2 separate regions of the Ovis aries genome follow, and region 2 is linked to region 1. A link is a contact called in public Hi-C data. All regions are on one chromosome and are shown on one strand. The core of a region is the stretch at or near the end of the contact, and the rest is flanking DNA. Distances in the headings are between cores, read along the strand shown. Region 1 has its middle 110 kb from the start of FAM76B. Region 2 has its middle 70 kb from the start of ENDOD1.

What was found. A called contact is a pair of places that touch in the nucleus more often than the background predicts.
Region 2: a Hi-C map of hypothalamus shows a contact between it and region 1, with 4 times the contacts expected there. The contact joins two enhancer-like sites. A contact is called at or near these places in 6 of 16 Hi-C or Micro-C datasets (blood, hypothalamus, liver and 2 more).

The regions. Positions count from the first base shown.
Region 1 is chr15:14,230,569-14,238,359 of ARS-UI_Ramb_v3.0, forward strand. No RefSeq gene overlaps it. Among named protein-coding and RNA genes, the nearest start is that of FAM76B, 110 kb to the left of the region's middle. Within about 2 kb of position 4,028, at least 11 of the 54 cell types and tissues checked have an H3K27ac peak or open chromatin away from gene starts, as enhancers often do. A contact at or near this core is called in hypothalamus, where this site is marked.
Region 2 is chr15:14,926,077-14,933,867 of ARS-UI_Ramb_v3.0, forward strand. No RefSeq gene overlaps it. Among named protein-coding and RNA genes, the nearest start is that of ENDOD1, 70 kb to the right of the region's middle. Within about 2 kb of position 2,640, at least 26 of the 54 cell types and tissues checked have an H3K27ac peak or open chromatin away from gene starts, as enhancers often do. A contact at or near this core is called in hypothalamus, where this site is marked.

The DNA.
Region 1 (7,791 bases), core at 2,778-5,277:
CCACTATATCATTCAGATACGACCTAAATCAAATCCCTTATGATTATACAGTGGAAGTGAGAAATAGACTCAAGGGATTAGATCTGATAGACAGAGTGCCTGAAGAACTATGGACAGAGATTCATGACATTGTACAGGAGACAGTGATCAAGACCGCTTCCAAGAAAAAGAAATGGAAAAAGGCAAAACAGTTATCTGAGGAGGTCTTACAAATAGCTGAGGAAAAAAGAGAAGCTAAAGGCAAAGGAGGAAAGGAAAGATATAAGCATCTGAATGTAGAGTTCCAAAGAATAGCAAGGAGAGATAAGAAAGCCTTTTTCAGTGATCAGTGCAAAGAAATAGAGGAAAACAACACAATGGGAAAGACTAGAGATCTCTTCAAGAAAATTAGAGATACCAAGGGAACATTTCATGCAAAGATGGGCTTGATAAAGGACAGAAATGGTATGGACCTAACAGAAGCAGAAAATATTAAAAAGAGGTGGCAAGAATACACAGAAGAACTGTACAAAAAAGAGCTTCATGACCCTGATAACCATGATGGTGTGATCACTCACCCAGAGCCAGACATTCTGGAAGGTTAAGTCAAGCAGACCTTAGGAAGCATCGCTACAAGCAAAGCTGGTGGAGGTGATGAAATTCCAGTTGAGCTATTTCAAATCCCAAAAGATGATGCTGTGAAAGTGCTGCACTCAATATGCCAGCAAATTTGGAAAACTCAGCAGTGGCCACAGCACTGGAAAAGATCAGTTTTCATTCCAATCCCAAAGAAAGGCAATGCCAAAGAATGTTCAGACTACCACACAATTGCACTCATCTCACATGCTAGCAAAGTAATGCTCAAAATTCTCCAAGCCAGGCTTCAGCAGTACATGAACCAGGAACTTCCAGATACTCAAGCTGCATTTAGAAAAGACAGAGGAACCAGAGATAATTGTCAACATCTGTTGGATCATCAAAAAAGCAAGAGAGTTCCAGAAAAAACATCTCCTTCTGCTTTATTTACTATGCCAAAGCCTTTGACTGTGGATCACAACAAACTGTGGAGAATTCTTCAAGAGATGGGAATACCAGATCACATTGTCTGCCTCCTGAGAAATCTGTATGTAGGTCAAGAAGCAACAGTCAGAACTGGACATGGGAAAACAGACTGGTTCCAAATCAGGAAAGGAGAACGTCAAGGCTGTATATTGTCACCCTGCTTGTTTAACTTACTTCATGTGAAATGCTGGGCTGAATGAAGCACAAGCTGGAATCAATATTTCTGGGAGAAATATCTATAACCTCAGATACTCAGATGACACCACCCTTATGGCAGAAAGTGAAGACAAACTAAAGAGTCTCTTGATGAAGGTGAAAGAGAAGAGTAGAAAAGCTGGCTTAAAACTCAACATTCAAAAAATGAAGATCATGGCATCCGGTCCCATCACTTCATGGCAAATAGATGGGAAAACAATGGAAACAGTGACAGACTTAATCTTGGGCTCCAAAATGGCTGCACATGGTGACTGCAGCCATTAAATTAAAAGACTCTTGCTCCTTGGAAGAAAATCTATGACCAACCTAGACAGCATATTAAAAAGCAGAGACATTACTTTGTTGACAAAAGGTCCATCTAGTCAAAGCTGTGGTTTTTCCAGTAGTCATGTATGGATGTCAGAGTTGGACTATAAAGAAAGCTGAGCAGCAAAGAACTGGTGTTTTTGAACTGTGATGTTGGAGAAGACTCTTGAGAGTCCCTTGGATTGCAAGGGGATCCAACCAGTCCATCCTAAAGGAAATCAGTCCTGAATAGTCATCGGAAGGACTGATGTTGAAGCTGAAACTCCAATACTTTGGCCCCCTGATGCGAAGAACTGACTCATTTGAAAAGATTCTGATGCTGGGAAAGATTCCAGGTGGGAGAAGGAGACGACAGAGGATGAGATGGTTGGATGGCATCACCGGCTCAATGGACATGAGTTTGAGTAAGCTCTGGGAGTTGATGGACAGGGAAGCCTGGTGTGCTGCAGTCAGTGGGGTCGCAAAGGGTTGGACAAAACTGAGTGACTGAACTCTCTCAGCTCCACGAGTTTACTAGCAGTTATTAAACTTGTGACTCAATAAACACTTTCTTAGGAATCTACATGCTGCAAAGCCCAGGTTACAAAAGAAAGTAATTTAGTTTTCCTCTTGAATTTGTTGGAAGCCTGTTCAGTGTCTTATGGCAGAAAAACCAAACTTGTTGTGTTAACCCAGAATGTTTCATTACCTCATGTAGCCACTGTAGATGTTTTTACTCTAGAGATCAGCATACAGGGTTGACATGAATTTGTCAGGAATGTGGCATCCTCCAGCTTTTTCCTCTGCAGTCTCTTAGGAGCATTGAGTGTTATCCATGATGGCTACCAAAGTCCCAGTTATTTGCCCACATCAGCCGTTAGAAAGGAGAAAAGAAAGAAGAATCACATTTTATCCCTTTTAGGATACTTTTAGAGTTGTGCACACCATTTCCATTTCCATCCCATTGGCAGGAACTTGGTCATATGGTTGCATATTGCTGCAAAAGTAACTAAAAATAGAGTCATTAAGAAACCCCTGCCTAGCTAAAATCAGTGGGTTCTTCATTAGTTATTAATGACATCATATACTTTGGGTGTGACCTTAGGAATGATATACATTTTGAGTGTGACCAGCTATTTTTACAGATCTCACAGTCATGCATCTCTTATTTTAATACAATGATTATATTCATATGATAGAAAATTTTCACATGCATTAGCAGGGAAATGTTTTCTATGAGGAAATGTTTTCTCAGGTGTGTATAATTCATTTTTTCTCTGATTTCTGCATCACTGGTAGCTAAAACACCCTCAAAATACTTTCCTTCCATTTTTCTTATGGGGTGTAATTTAATGATTCTCTTTTTCCAACTACATTTAGTTTTCTGATACCAGTTTGGTTTGAAATATCAAAATTACCCCTTATAATATACATATGATGCAGCCAGCTTCAGTTATTTGCATGACATTATGATTTGTCATCGAGCCAGAAAAATGATAATTATGATGTTACATGGTTGAGAACTAGAGAAAGTAGTGTACACTTTTCAGTTTATGAAAGGGGCATCTTATTCTATCTCTGTAGGCTTATATGAAGCCTGTTCATCAGTATCACAGAGAGTAGATAAATAATTTTGTCTGGATTAACTGGTGTGCTTTCCTTTGCTTTTCTTTCTCTTTTTTTTAGGTTTGGTGTGGGATCTGGGATCCTGTGTTTCTAAACTCACAGGTAGGTGCCAGTGGCCCTGCTGCACCTCATTTTGAGTAGAAAAATATCAGAGGTACTATTTCTGAGCTTAAGTTTTTTTCTATACTTTTTTTTTTTTACTACTTTATTTATTTTTTATTACTGAATTTTGTTGTTTTCTGCTCAACATCAACAAGAATCAGCCGGGTGATATGAATGGGGAGAGTAATATGGAAACTTACAATATTATACGTAAAATAGACAGCCAGTGGGAATTTGCTGTATGACTCAGGGAGCTCAAACAGGGGCTCTGTGACAATCTATAAGTTTAGATTTTTCAATTTAATTTTTAATTTTATATTGGAGTATAGATGATTTACAACATTATGTTCATTTCGAGTATATGGCAAAGTGATTCAGTTATACATATACATGTACCCATTCTTTTTTAGTTCCTTTGCTTTTCAATGTAAACTTTGGGTCCTCATGTTCTACAGACTTTAGGAGCCCCTTACTCTGAATAATAATAATAATTAGAGAGGAAGAAGAGGCAGAGAGGGAGGGGAAGGGGCAGAAAGAGGGGGATGAATAATGTAAGAGTTCTTTCCATTGCACAGAAAATGCAGCATTTTATTTTATTTTAATTTTTTTGTAACTTTAAACTTTTAATTTTGTATTGGGGTATAGCCAATTAGCAATATTGTGGCAGTTTCAGGAGAACAGTGAAGGGACTCAGCCATACATACGCATGTATCCATTCTCCCCCAAACCCCACCCCCATCCAGGCTGGCACATAACATTGAACAGGGTTCCATGTGCTGTACAATAGGTCTTTGTCAGTTACCCATTGAAAATGCAGTATTTTGTTGTAACCCCTCCCCATGTGTTACTGAGAATCCCCAAGGAATGCTCACATGCCCCACAAATCTATCCTGTTTGTGACTTGTCCCCTTAGCTGCTCATTCTGTTCCAGATGACTCCTGTGTGCTCTGGGCATCCCTTGCTAGCTCATAACCAACTTCTCAAAGCAGCTACTGCTTTCATTGCACTGATTGGAGAAGGAAATGGCTACGCACTCCAGCATTCTTGCCGGAGAATCCCATGGACAGAGGAAGCTGGCAGGCCACAGTCCCTGGGGTCGCAAGAGTTGGACACAACTGAGTGACTGAGCACACAGACACCCTCACAAGCCGATTCCTTAATTCCCCAAAGCACTGGTCGGGCTAAGCTGTAATGGTTAACAAACATGACTCTTGGCTTGGAAAAGCAAAGGAAAGGCAAAAAGGGTGAGCTTAAGTTTTTTCACCAGATGCTGATACTCCTAGAGCCTCCTGCTCATTGCCAGTCCGGAGGGGAAATCCCGTCTTGAGTCACTTTCTCAACAGAACTTCAGGAGTTATTTTTTTTCCCACAACAGTGCCTTTGTCCACGTTCCTTCCCATTTCCCTCCTCCCATGGCAAACCATGAGGTCCAGTGCTGGTTAAAGCAACTGGGAACATGGAAATCTATTTATTTTCTCTTTTTGTAAGATTATCAACTACATTTTACATCTGTAGACTTTTGCCTTTCATTTAAAAATAAGGAAATCTAAATCAAGGAATGACTTCCCTGAGATGCCACACTTCTGTTTACAATCCAGTGCCAGCAAAGTGAGCGTTAAGGCTTATTTTGTCTCGATACAGTGAACAGGGAACACCTCCACTTCCTGCTTAACTATATGCCAGGTGTCATGGCTTAGATGGAGCCCCTGGGTGTTTCAGTGAGAATGGGGCACAGTGCAGCATGGGGCACAGAGCTGGTGGCTGTTGGTGTCTCCTCTCTGCCCACTCCCTGTGGGTAAGGCTCTGCTGTGTTCTCTCCCATGGTCTGGGGCAGCGCTGCTCACCACTGCTGGTCCAATCCCTGAAACGCAACGCCACCACCATGTTGACTTACATTTATCATTCTCTTCCTTTGATCCCACTTTCCATCTTTCTAGCCTCTTACATTTCCTATCCTTTTACTCATGTATCTTACATAATGAGATATATAGATTTTGCCATCTAATGAGATTTTTTTCCTTTCATCTCACAGCCAGGTGGCGCTAGTGGTAAAGAACCCGCTTGCCAATGCCGGAGACACAAGAAGATCCCCTGGAGGAAGAAACGGCAAACCACTCCAGGATTCTCACTTGGAAAATTCCAGAGCCAGAAGAGTCTGGTGGGCTTACAGTCGATGAGGTCACAAAGAGTGGGACGTGACTGAGAAACTTAGCACACGTGCGTAGCACAGAAAGTCAGCATCCTGTATCTCCTCACTGGGTGTGGGGTATTTTCAGAAACTGCTTCTCTATTGCTGAGAGCTGTTCACTTTGTTTTGTTCAAGTTTCTCAGGCATTTGTGCACCTGTTCCACAAGTCTAGTGGCTCCCAAGGACTTCAGGTATGATAGCCAGCGTTCATGGATTATTGAAATGCTCCTCAGGATACCCCATGCACTGCATACTGGAACATACAGACCTAAAACAGAGACTGTATTTTCCAGGAAGGCCCATTTCAGCCTTGGTATGTCTTCCGGTTCTTGATGCTGTAGAAAGATACAGTTCTATTCTACCCATTATAGGTTTGAAGGGATTGTGAGTTGCTTAAAAGATGATTTGGGTTTCAAAATTAGCTGTAAAGAAGACATTGCTCCAGAATGATATAATATGGATATGGGGTTCCCCAGGTGGCTCTGTGGTAAAGAATCTGCCTACCAATGCAGGAGATGCAGGAAACATGGGTTGATCCCTGGGTCAGGAAGATCCCCTGGAGAAGGAAATGACCATCTACTCCAGTATTCTTGCCTGGGAAATCCTGTGGACAGAGGAGCCTTGAGGGCTATAGTCCCTGGGGTTGTGAAGAGTTGGACATGACTGAGCAACTGGGCACACACATAATATGGATATAATATGAGAAAACAATAAGGAGGGGGAGAAAAGGGTTCTATTAGTTGGGCACTTTTTGATTGTAAGTAACAAAAACCCTACTAAAATTAACTTAAAGAAACAGGGAATTCATTGGTCCATGCGATTAGAAAGAATGGGGTGGAGCTGGCCTTCAGGTCAGCTGGTATCAGGGCTCTCTCTGCTTCTCTGCATCTGTGCTCCCTTTGCCTGGTGGTACTCTTCTCTCCTGTTGCAGAGAGATTTTTTCCCCCCATACAACATGGCCAAGGGAGCACACTTGATTTATTCATTGCTCCAGGTTCTTGGCTTGAAGAAAATCTTCCCAGCTCAGTGACCATAGAGGATCAGATGGACCTTTCTCCCCCTGCTCCAGTGTGTATAAACCACAGTGGAAGATTTTGTGCAGCCTAGTCGCAGCCCTGGGCCTGTCACATTGCTGTAACTGGCTCTACCTGCCCAGTTCCTAGTCCCTTGCCCAGGCCTGCAACAAGTGGGGTGTGTGTGTGTGTGTGTGTGTGTGTGTGTGTATGTGTGTGTGTGTGTGTGATGCATCAGGGTGGTGGGGGCTGTAATTGGCAACCCCCTCCCAGTATCATGTTAATATTTGAGGGCAGTAGCAACAGTTACTCCCAAAGAAGCAGTTACCTGGAAAAGGAATAACTATCAGACAAAACAGGGATGAAGAAAGTAATTAAGATTTTCCAACTTTGGAGAGAAAGTAAACAGAAAGTAGAATACTAATAGAAAAAAATATGGAGAAAAAAGGACAAATTTGTAGAGAGAATATGAAATAAAAACTATAATGACAATGATAAGACATTTGACAGTAAATACTTGAAGTTTTTAGGCATTGTAGGATAGTTAACAGTAGGATGTATGATTTTGCTGTTCAGTTGCTCAGTTGTGTTGACTCTTAGAGACCCCATGGACTGTAACACATCAGGCTTCCTTGTCCTTTACAATCTCCTGGAGCTAGCTCAAACTCATGTCCATGGAGTCAGTGATGCCATCCAACCATCTCATCTCTGTCATCCCCTTCTCCTCCTGCCTTCCCAGCATCAGGGTCTTTCCCAGTGAGTTGGCTCTTCCATCAGGTGGTGAAAGTATTGGAGCTTCAGCTTCAGCATTAGTCCTTCCAGTGAATATTCAGCATTGATTTCCTGTAGGATTGACTGGTTGGATCTTGCTCTCCAAGGGACTCTCAAGAGTCTTCTCCAGCACCACAGTTCAAAGGCATCAATTCTTTGGCTCTCAGCCTTTTTTGTTGTCCAGCTCTCACATCCTTATTGCAAAATTCAGACTCAAGTTGAAGAATGTGGGAAAAATCACTAGGTCATTCAAGTATGACCTAAATCAAATCCCTTATGATTATACAGTGGATGTGACAAATAGATTCATGGGATAAGATCTGATAGAGTGCCTGAAGAACTATGGATGGAGGTTTGTAACATTGTACAGGAGGCAGTGATCAAAATCACCCCTAAGAAAAAAGAAATGCAAAAAGGTTGTCTGAGGAGGCCTTACAAATAGCTGCAAAAAGAAGAGACACAATGGCAAAGGAGAAAAGGAAAAATATACCCATGTGAATGCAGAGTTCCAAAGAATAGCAAGGAGAGATAAGAAAGCTTTCCTAAGAG
Region 2 (7,791 bases), core at 1,390-3,889, 690 kb after region 1:
GCAACCTGGGTCTCCGGCATTGCAGGCAGATTTTTTTAAACCCTCTGAGCCACCAAGGAAACCGAAAAACAAGTGGCAAGGGGAAGAATACAAGCACAGTTATCTGGACAGATGGCACATTCTGTGCTAGAGACACAGACGCGCTGGGACCCTCTCCTCTCGGCCTTGCTGCAAGTGAGGAAGGCCGGCTCGGGGCAATTTCTGAGAGACCCGCATGAGGACGGCTGTAAACAGGCAAGATGGAAGTCCCACCTCCTGGGTCGGTGGAGAATAGAGACAGGGCTGGGTGTCCTCAAGAACTTGGAATGGGGTTGCCCTCTGCCGGTGACCCTGTGAAATCAGCCCACCGGGTAAGCGTGCCCAGATCGCGTGCAGGAGGGACAGACTACACGGTAACCAGAGTGCAGGTCTTTCAGCTTGGGTGCAGCACAGAGAAGAGGGGTGAAGGGGACACGGGTCTCGGTAAGGACACGCCTCACGGGGCTCACAGGAGATCTGGTCACGTGGGGACAGATGGGTTAGCGGAGGATCTGAGCCGTCTGTCCCCATACTTGGGATTCATCCGGCTTCACCGCTCTGGGCTCACCGTCTTCCAGCAATTTCGTCGGCTCCCGCCTCCCCGCGGGTTTCCCTAGGAGCCGCACCTACAAGCGGACTCACCGGTGTGGGCGCTGCCTCCCTTTCCCGGCGTCGGGGAGTAAAGGATGCTCCGCGCGGGGAGCGCCGCGCGGCCTTTCCAGGCGGGTCCCGGGCCGAGGCCGCCCCCATAGGAGCCAATGAGAGCGAATGAATGAATGTGAAAGTGAAGTCGCTCAGTCGTGTCCGATTCTTTGCGACCCCATGGACTATAGCCCGCCAGGCTCCTCCGTCCACGGGGATTCTCCAGGCAAGAATACTGGGGTGGGTTGCCATGCCTTCGTCCAGAGAATCTTCCCGACCCAGGGATCGAACCCAGGTCTCCCACACTGTAGGCATACATTTTACCGTCGGAGCCACAGTGGCGCCCGGGGTCGGGCAGCGCGCCCTGGCAGCGCGCTCTGGCAACCGGAGTGCCCTCCAGGTCTGCTCTCTCTCCCCACCCTGGTCGTCAGCGGGTCCGGGGAGGCCCCGAGGTTCACGCAGAACTGGACGGATGCGAGCGCAACTTTCCGAGGAGAGTCTGAAGCTGCTCTCTGAGGCCCAAAGGCTCCCAGCCTTGGGAGGGGAGGAAAGACCCTATCCAGCCACCGGGAGGGAACCTGGCTATCCCAGCTTCACTCCATCTACTTCTTTGAGCTCATCCTCCTAACGAGACGCAAGGAGCGGGTGGGCGGCGGAGGCGGCGGGAGCAGCCGGCGGCGCTAGGACACCCAGCGTGTCACAGGGAAACCGAAAGGGTTCCTGACTCGTGTTGATCGCTGAAAGCTCGTGTTAACGCTGAAAGTGTTGATTGTTCCTTAATTCCATGGACTGTAGCCCACCAGGCACCTCTGCCCTTGGGATGCTCCAGACGAGAATACTGCCGTGGCTCGCCATTCCCCTGTCCAAAGGATCTTCCCGACCCAGGCATCAAAGCCGCTTCTCCCTCTTTGCAGGGAAGGTACTTTAAGGTCTGAGCCACCAGGGAGGCCGCCTGGGATGGGATTCCAAACTGGGGCTGTCGCCTTACGACTCGGTCCCCTGCCCTGGCTGAGAGAGCCACCTGGACGCGGGCGCGGGGGACAGCGATCCCAGGGAAGAAAGAGTCTCTCAAACCTCAGTCCCCTTCTGTTTCGAGCCCCGACCATGGAAGAGGCGCCTGGAGACAGCGGAGGACCCCCAAACGGAGACCTGGGCGCGAATCCAGGAGTCCTCCTTCGAGCGGAGAAGCTCTTTGCACCACAAGGGGGCGCGGGGTTTCCCACAGAGAGAGAGAAAGAGTGTTTGTGTGTGTGTGTCTGTGTGTGTGTGTCTGTGTGTGTCTGTGTGTCTGTGTCTGTGTCTGTTTGTGTCTGTGTGTGCGTGTGCGTCTGTGTCTCTGGGAGCATCTGCAGGATTGCCTGGTCTGGGAACCAACCGCCGCTCCATCTTTCGATACTAGAGTTGGGTAAGAGTGACTTCCCAGGTTGCCCAGTGGTAAAGCATCTGCCAGCCAATGCAGGAGACGCGGGTTTCATCCCTGAGTCAGGAAGATCCCCTGGAAAGGAGAATGGCAACCCACTCCAGTATTCTTGCCCGGAACATTCTATGGACAGAAGAGCCTGGCGACCTACAGTCCATGGGGTCGCAAAGAGTCAGCCAAGCCTGAACACCCACGCAGCCATGTGGGCTGTTTATCCGGGTTTCGGGCCTGAGAGTCTGAGCGTTTCTTTCTAGCGCCAGAGAAAATGATCACGGCTGGGAAAGATGCGCCATCTCCGAAGGGAAGGGGCGGGTGGTCACCTGGCCTCCTCCCTGGAGACCTGGGAACTGGCACTGTGCCGCAAGCAGGGACAACACTCGGTTCCGCTCAAGAAAGGGAGCGGCTTTCCCTCTGTCCCACCCCAGAGGAAAATAAACGGTCTCTGGCACGTTCCTGCATTCCTGATTTTTAACAAAACTATTGTTGGAGGCTGGCCACAGTGTTTGCTCCTGGGCGGGACCAAACCTGCCCTCTCCCAGGCCCACCCCAGCGCGTCCTCCCGGAACAAAGCCTCTTTGTAGTGCCTCTAGCAGAAACTGCCCTCCACGCCCAGGGCCCTCCCCTTAGAGAATTCCAGAAACCTTCGCAAGCCTGGCTCCTCCTCGAGGTCTGGACCTGGGAAGAAAGCCAAGCATCTTTCCTAACCCTTTGGGCTTAAGAACAGTGAAGTGGGTAACAATTCCCTTCTCCAGGGGATCTTCCGGATCCACGGATCCGGCCCGGGTCTCCCTCATCTCCTGTTTGGCAGGCAGATTCTTTACCACTTGAACCACAGGGGATCTCAAACTCAGTGCTGTTTCAGAGAAACTATGTATACATTTTTTTTTTTTCACCACCAAGGGTTGAAGATGAATGCCATTTTGACACTGACCGTGGCATTTGCTTGTCAGAGCTCTTCCATCTGCCCTAGAAATAATATCTGTCCACCCCCTCCTTCGCCCACCTCCTTGATTGCCTGGCAGCACTGGTCACAGTGTGACTGTTTGGGGGCCCTCTGTCTTCTCCTTGGGTTCTGAGAGGACACTTCCTTTTTCTCAGGTGTGCTTCCAGAATGGTCCTTTCCCTTCCAGCTCTGACTTGTCCGCCCTCTCCCAAAGCTTACTCCCATCTCTCAGTGCACTGCCGGAACCCAGGAGTCCCCGGTTCCTCCCAGCCGGCTTGCAGAAGAGCAGAGCCCCCCAAGAGCTGGGGGCCATGGTTAACCATCCATCCTCCTTTCAAGAACTCTGGGCGACACCCACAGGTGTCCACACAGGATAGAGTTGTTCCCAGGCCCCGGATGACTGCCAAAGGCATGGGGCAGGGATGCTGGCTGTGGGGCTGCTAAGCAACTACAGACTCAAAGTAGAGAAAGAATGGTTCCTTGGGCAAACAGTGATGTGGGAGTGCTGGTTTTCAGTGGGAGGTGAAGATGAGATGTTTTCACTCACGCGTGCATGCTAAGTTGGGTCAGTCATGTCTGACTCTCTGCAACCCTATGGACTGTAGCCTGTCAAGCTTCACTGTTCATGGGATTCACCAGGCAAAAGTACTGGAGTGGGTTGCCATTTCCTCCTCCAAGGGATCTTCCCTACCCTGGGATCGAACCAGAGTCTCTTGAGCCTCCTGAAATGGCAGGCAGATTCTTTACTGCTTGCGCCACCTGGGAAGCTTTCATAGCTCCACACATTTAAAACTTCTTCTCCCAGGTCTCCGCGCCCCCCCCCCGCCCCCACCACAACCCTTTCCTGCACTCTTCTTATATTTGCACTGGCTTTGGACCACTTCTTGCCAAATGATTCAGTACAGGTGGGAAATTTAATTTATTTGAGGGAAGCCAGTATGCTATCTGGGCACAAACAGTCACCCCCTCCCACCCAAAAAAGAAAAATTAAATCTGCCAAATAAGAATAAAATGCTCAATATTGGGTAACTGATTCACGCAATATGTGCACCCACCTGATGGACCCTGAATGTGTGGATCAACCAAAAGTAAGGCCAGAGAGATATATGTGAGATTTATAGACCTCAGTAACTTTGAAGCAGGATGAGAAAGTAAAAAGAGTGTATAGGCAAAAACCTAGCTTAAAATTCTGATTCTGACACAAGCTGTGTGATCTTGGATCAGTTACTCAACCTCTCAGAGTTTCAGATTCATCTTCTACAAAAATGGAAATAATTCTTTATTTTGGCAGGGTTATTGGGCTTCCCAGATGGTACAGTGGTGAAGAATCTGCCTGCCAATGCAAGAGATGCAAGAGATGCAGGTTTGATTCCTGAAACGGAAAGATCCCCTAGAGGAGGAAACGGCAACCCACTCCAGTGCTCTAGCCTGGAAAACCCCCTGGATGGAGGAGCCTGGCTGGTGGGATACAGTCAGTCCATGGGGTCACAAAGAGTCAGACACGACTGAGCATGCACGCATTACTGTGCAGGGTAAATGAAATAAACATGAAATGAAATCTTTTAAACGTTACTATCCTACAGAAAGTGTTCATTTCATTGTTGAAAATTCAATTGGAACTGAAGCCAAAACTGATTTCTGTGATGACATGTTTAGAATCTCTGGAAGGACAGGCCATCAGAGGTCTCCGGGCACCACGAGCAGGATTGGCTTACTTGCAGAGAAAGAAGGCAGAATGAAGTCTGGGCTTCAAGGACTTACTTCCTTCTCGGCTTCCCAGTTTGGATGCACAGGCAGGAAGCGTGGTGTTTTGGCAGAATGAGTATGTTTTGGCAACATTTTGAAAATTGTTCCCTTTTTCTGATCAACATGCCCAACTCTAGTCTCTTCCCTTGCCTCCTCCCTTCACTCTTTTCTCCTCTCTCCGTTTCTTCCCACATGTATGAGATCTCAATTAGTCCTTTTGAATCTCAATTTCCTCCTTTGAAAAGTTTGTAATTAGTAGTTCAAAGATCTAAATTAAAGCCAGACACTACAAAACTCTTAGAAGAAAACATAGGCAGAACACTCGGACATAAATCACAGCAATATCATTTTTGATCCACCTCCTAGACTAATGAAGATAAAAACAAAAATAAATAAATAGGACCTAATTAAACTTAAAGGTTTCTGGACAGCAAAGGAAATCATAAACAAAACGAAGACAACCCATAGAATAGGAGAAAATATTTGCAAACAAAGTGACTAACAAGTGATTAATCTCAAAAATATACAAACAGCTCATGCAGCTCTATGTCAATGAAACAAACAGCGCAATCCAAAACCAGGCAGATCTAAGTAGACATTTCTCTAAAGAAGACAGATGGCCAAAAACACATGAAAAGATGCTCAATGTTACTTCTTTTCAGAAAAATGCAAATCAAAACTACAATGAAGCATCACCTCACACAAGTCGGAATGACCATCTTCAAAAATTCTATAACTATTAAATGCCGGAAAGGATGTGGAGAAAAGGGAACCTTCCTACACTGTTGGTGGGGACTTAAAATTGTGCAGCTACTGTGGGGAACAGTATGGAGGTTCCTTTAAAAACTAAGAATAGAACTACCATATGATCCAGAAGGAGAAGGAAATGGCAACCCACTCCACTCTTCTTGCCTGGAGAATCCCATGGACAGAGGAGCCTGGCGGGCTACAGCTCATGGGGTTGCAAAGAGTCAGACACGACTGAGCAACTAACACACACACACACACACACACACACACGATCCAGCAATCACACTCTTGAGCATACATTATTTACAACAGCCAGGACATGGAAGCAACCTAAATGTCCATCTACAATGGAATGGATAAAGAAGATACAGTAAATATATACAATGGAAAATTACTCAGCCATAAACAAGAATGAAATGATGCCATTTACAGTGACATGGATGGGCCTAGAGATTATCATATTAAGTGAAGTAAGACAGAGAAAAACAAACACCGTATGATATCACTTTATATGTGGAATCTAAAAAAAATGGTACAAGTGAACTTATTTACAAAACAGAAATAGAGTCACAAACGTAGAAAACAGACTTATGGTTACCCAGGGGGAAAGTGAGGAGAGGGATAAATTGGGAAATTGTGATTGACAGGTATTCACAGTATTATATGTTAGTATAAAGTAGACAACTAATAAAGACCTACTGTATAGCACAGGCCACGTTCTGTAATGGCCTCTATGGGAAAATCACCTTAAAAAGAGTGATATATGTATGTGTGTAACTGGGTCACTTTGCTGTTCAGAGGAAAGAGCTGTTTGCTGTTCAGTTGCTAAGTTGTGTCTGACTCTTTGTGGCCCATGGACTGTACCACCCAGTCTCCTCTGTCCTCCGCTATCTCCCAGAGTTTGTAAAGCAACTATACTCCACTAACAATGTTTTAAAAAAGAGTAGCTCTCGTGGTTGTAATAAGGATTAAGAGCTTCCCTGGTGGCTCAGTGGTAAAGAAGCTACCTGCCAATGCAGTTCCCTGGGTTCAATCCCTGGGTCAGGAAGATGCCCTGGAGAAGGAAATAGCAACCCACTCCAGTATTCTTGCCTGGGAAATCCCATGGACAGAGGAGCCGGCAGGCCATAGGTCATTGGGTTGCAAAAGAGCCAGACGCAATTTAGCAACTAAATAGCAACAATAAAGATTAAATGAGATAACATATATTCGATAACCAGTCCTATTTCCCTCAAGTTGTCTCATTTCTCCTCTTCCCCCTTGACCTCTGACCTCCCCACTCTCCCCTTCCCCTTTCCCATGGAGATCGAAGGTGAGGCTGGATTAGACAGGACAGGAAAGATACGCTTCCTTTCTTCCATCCCAGCCTCGTAAGCGGCGGCCTTTGACGATGCCTGTCTTTGCGACTGGCTGTTAACCTCTTATCAGCCAACCATCTCCCAGCACTGGCCTCTCTGAGTGAACATCTCCTGAATTATTTACTTTTAGGAACTCCTCAGTGGGTGTGTATCACCACTTGGCATCCTCCAGTGAATAAATTCAATACTGTAAGTTGATTCAATGTGGGGCCTAAACTCAACAACATTAAACATGTAGCAGGCTACCCTTACCCCTGTGGGCCCTCCCCTCTGTCAGGCGCCTCCCTTGACAGTTCCGTCTGGTTTGACCACTGATGCGTTTGCTTATTCTGCAGCCATTTGCCGCGATGACTGTCATGGGGGCTGGGGGGTAAGAAAGGCCCCGACCCCTTCCCTCTAACTGGGATGACTCTGCAGGGCCTGCTGCATTCTCTTCTCTGACCGCATCACAGCCCGCTTCTCCCCTGCCTGGTCCTGTGTCTTTTCCTTCCCTCACGGGTGTGATCCCTGAGCACTCCTGAGTTAACTTCCTTCTCACTCATCTCATCTCAGAGCCTGATTGCTGGGTGCTGAACTGTGGAGCTGCATAGAAAGCACACAGAAAGGGGACTGGGGCACATCTGTGTTTAAACCCTGCCTCTGTCACTGAGTGGCTGTGTGACTTCACGCACGTTATTTAACCTCCCAAAATTTCATTTTTCTCTCATCTGAGAGAAAAAGGTTATTGTCAGAATTAACTGAGTTTATATAGAGTGTGTAAGAACCTGGATCACTGAAGCCACTCAACAAATGTTAGTCCTTTCAATAGTATTTCGCAAACGTAACATTTCAAAGGCCACTAGAACTACATTTCTAATTGACTATATTTCTAGTTTATAAATTCTTACTAGAATTTATGTTTTTATATTTTTGAA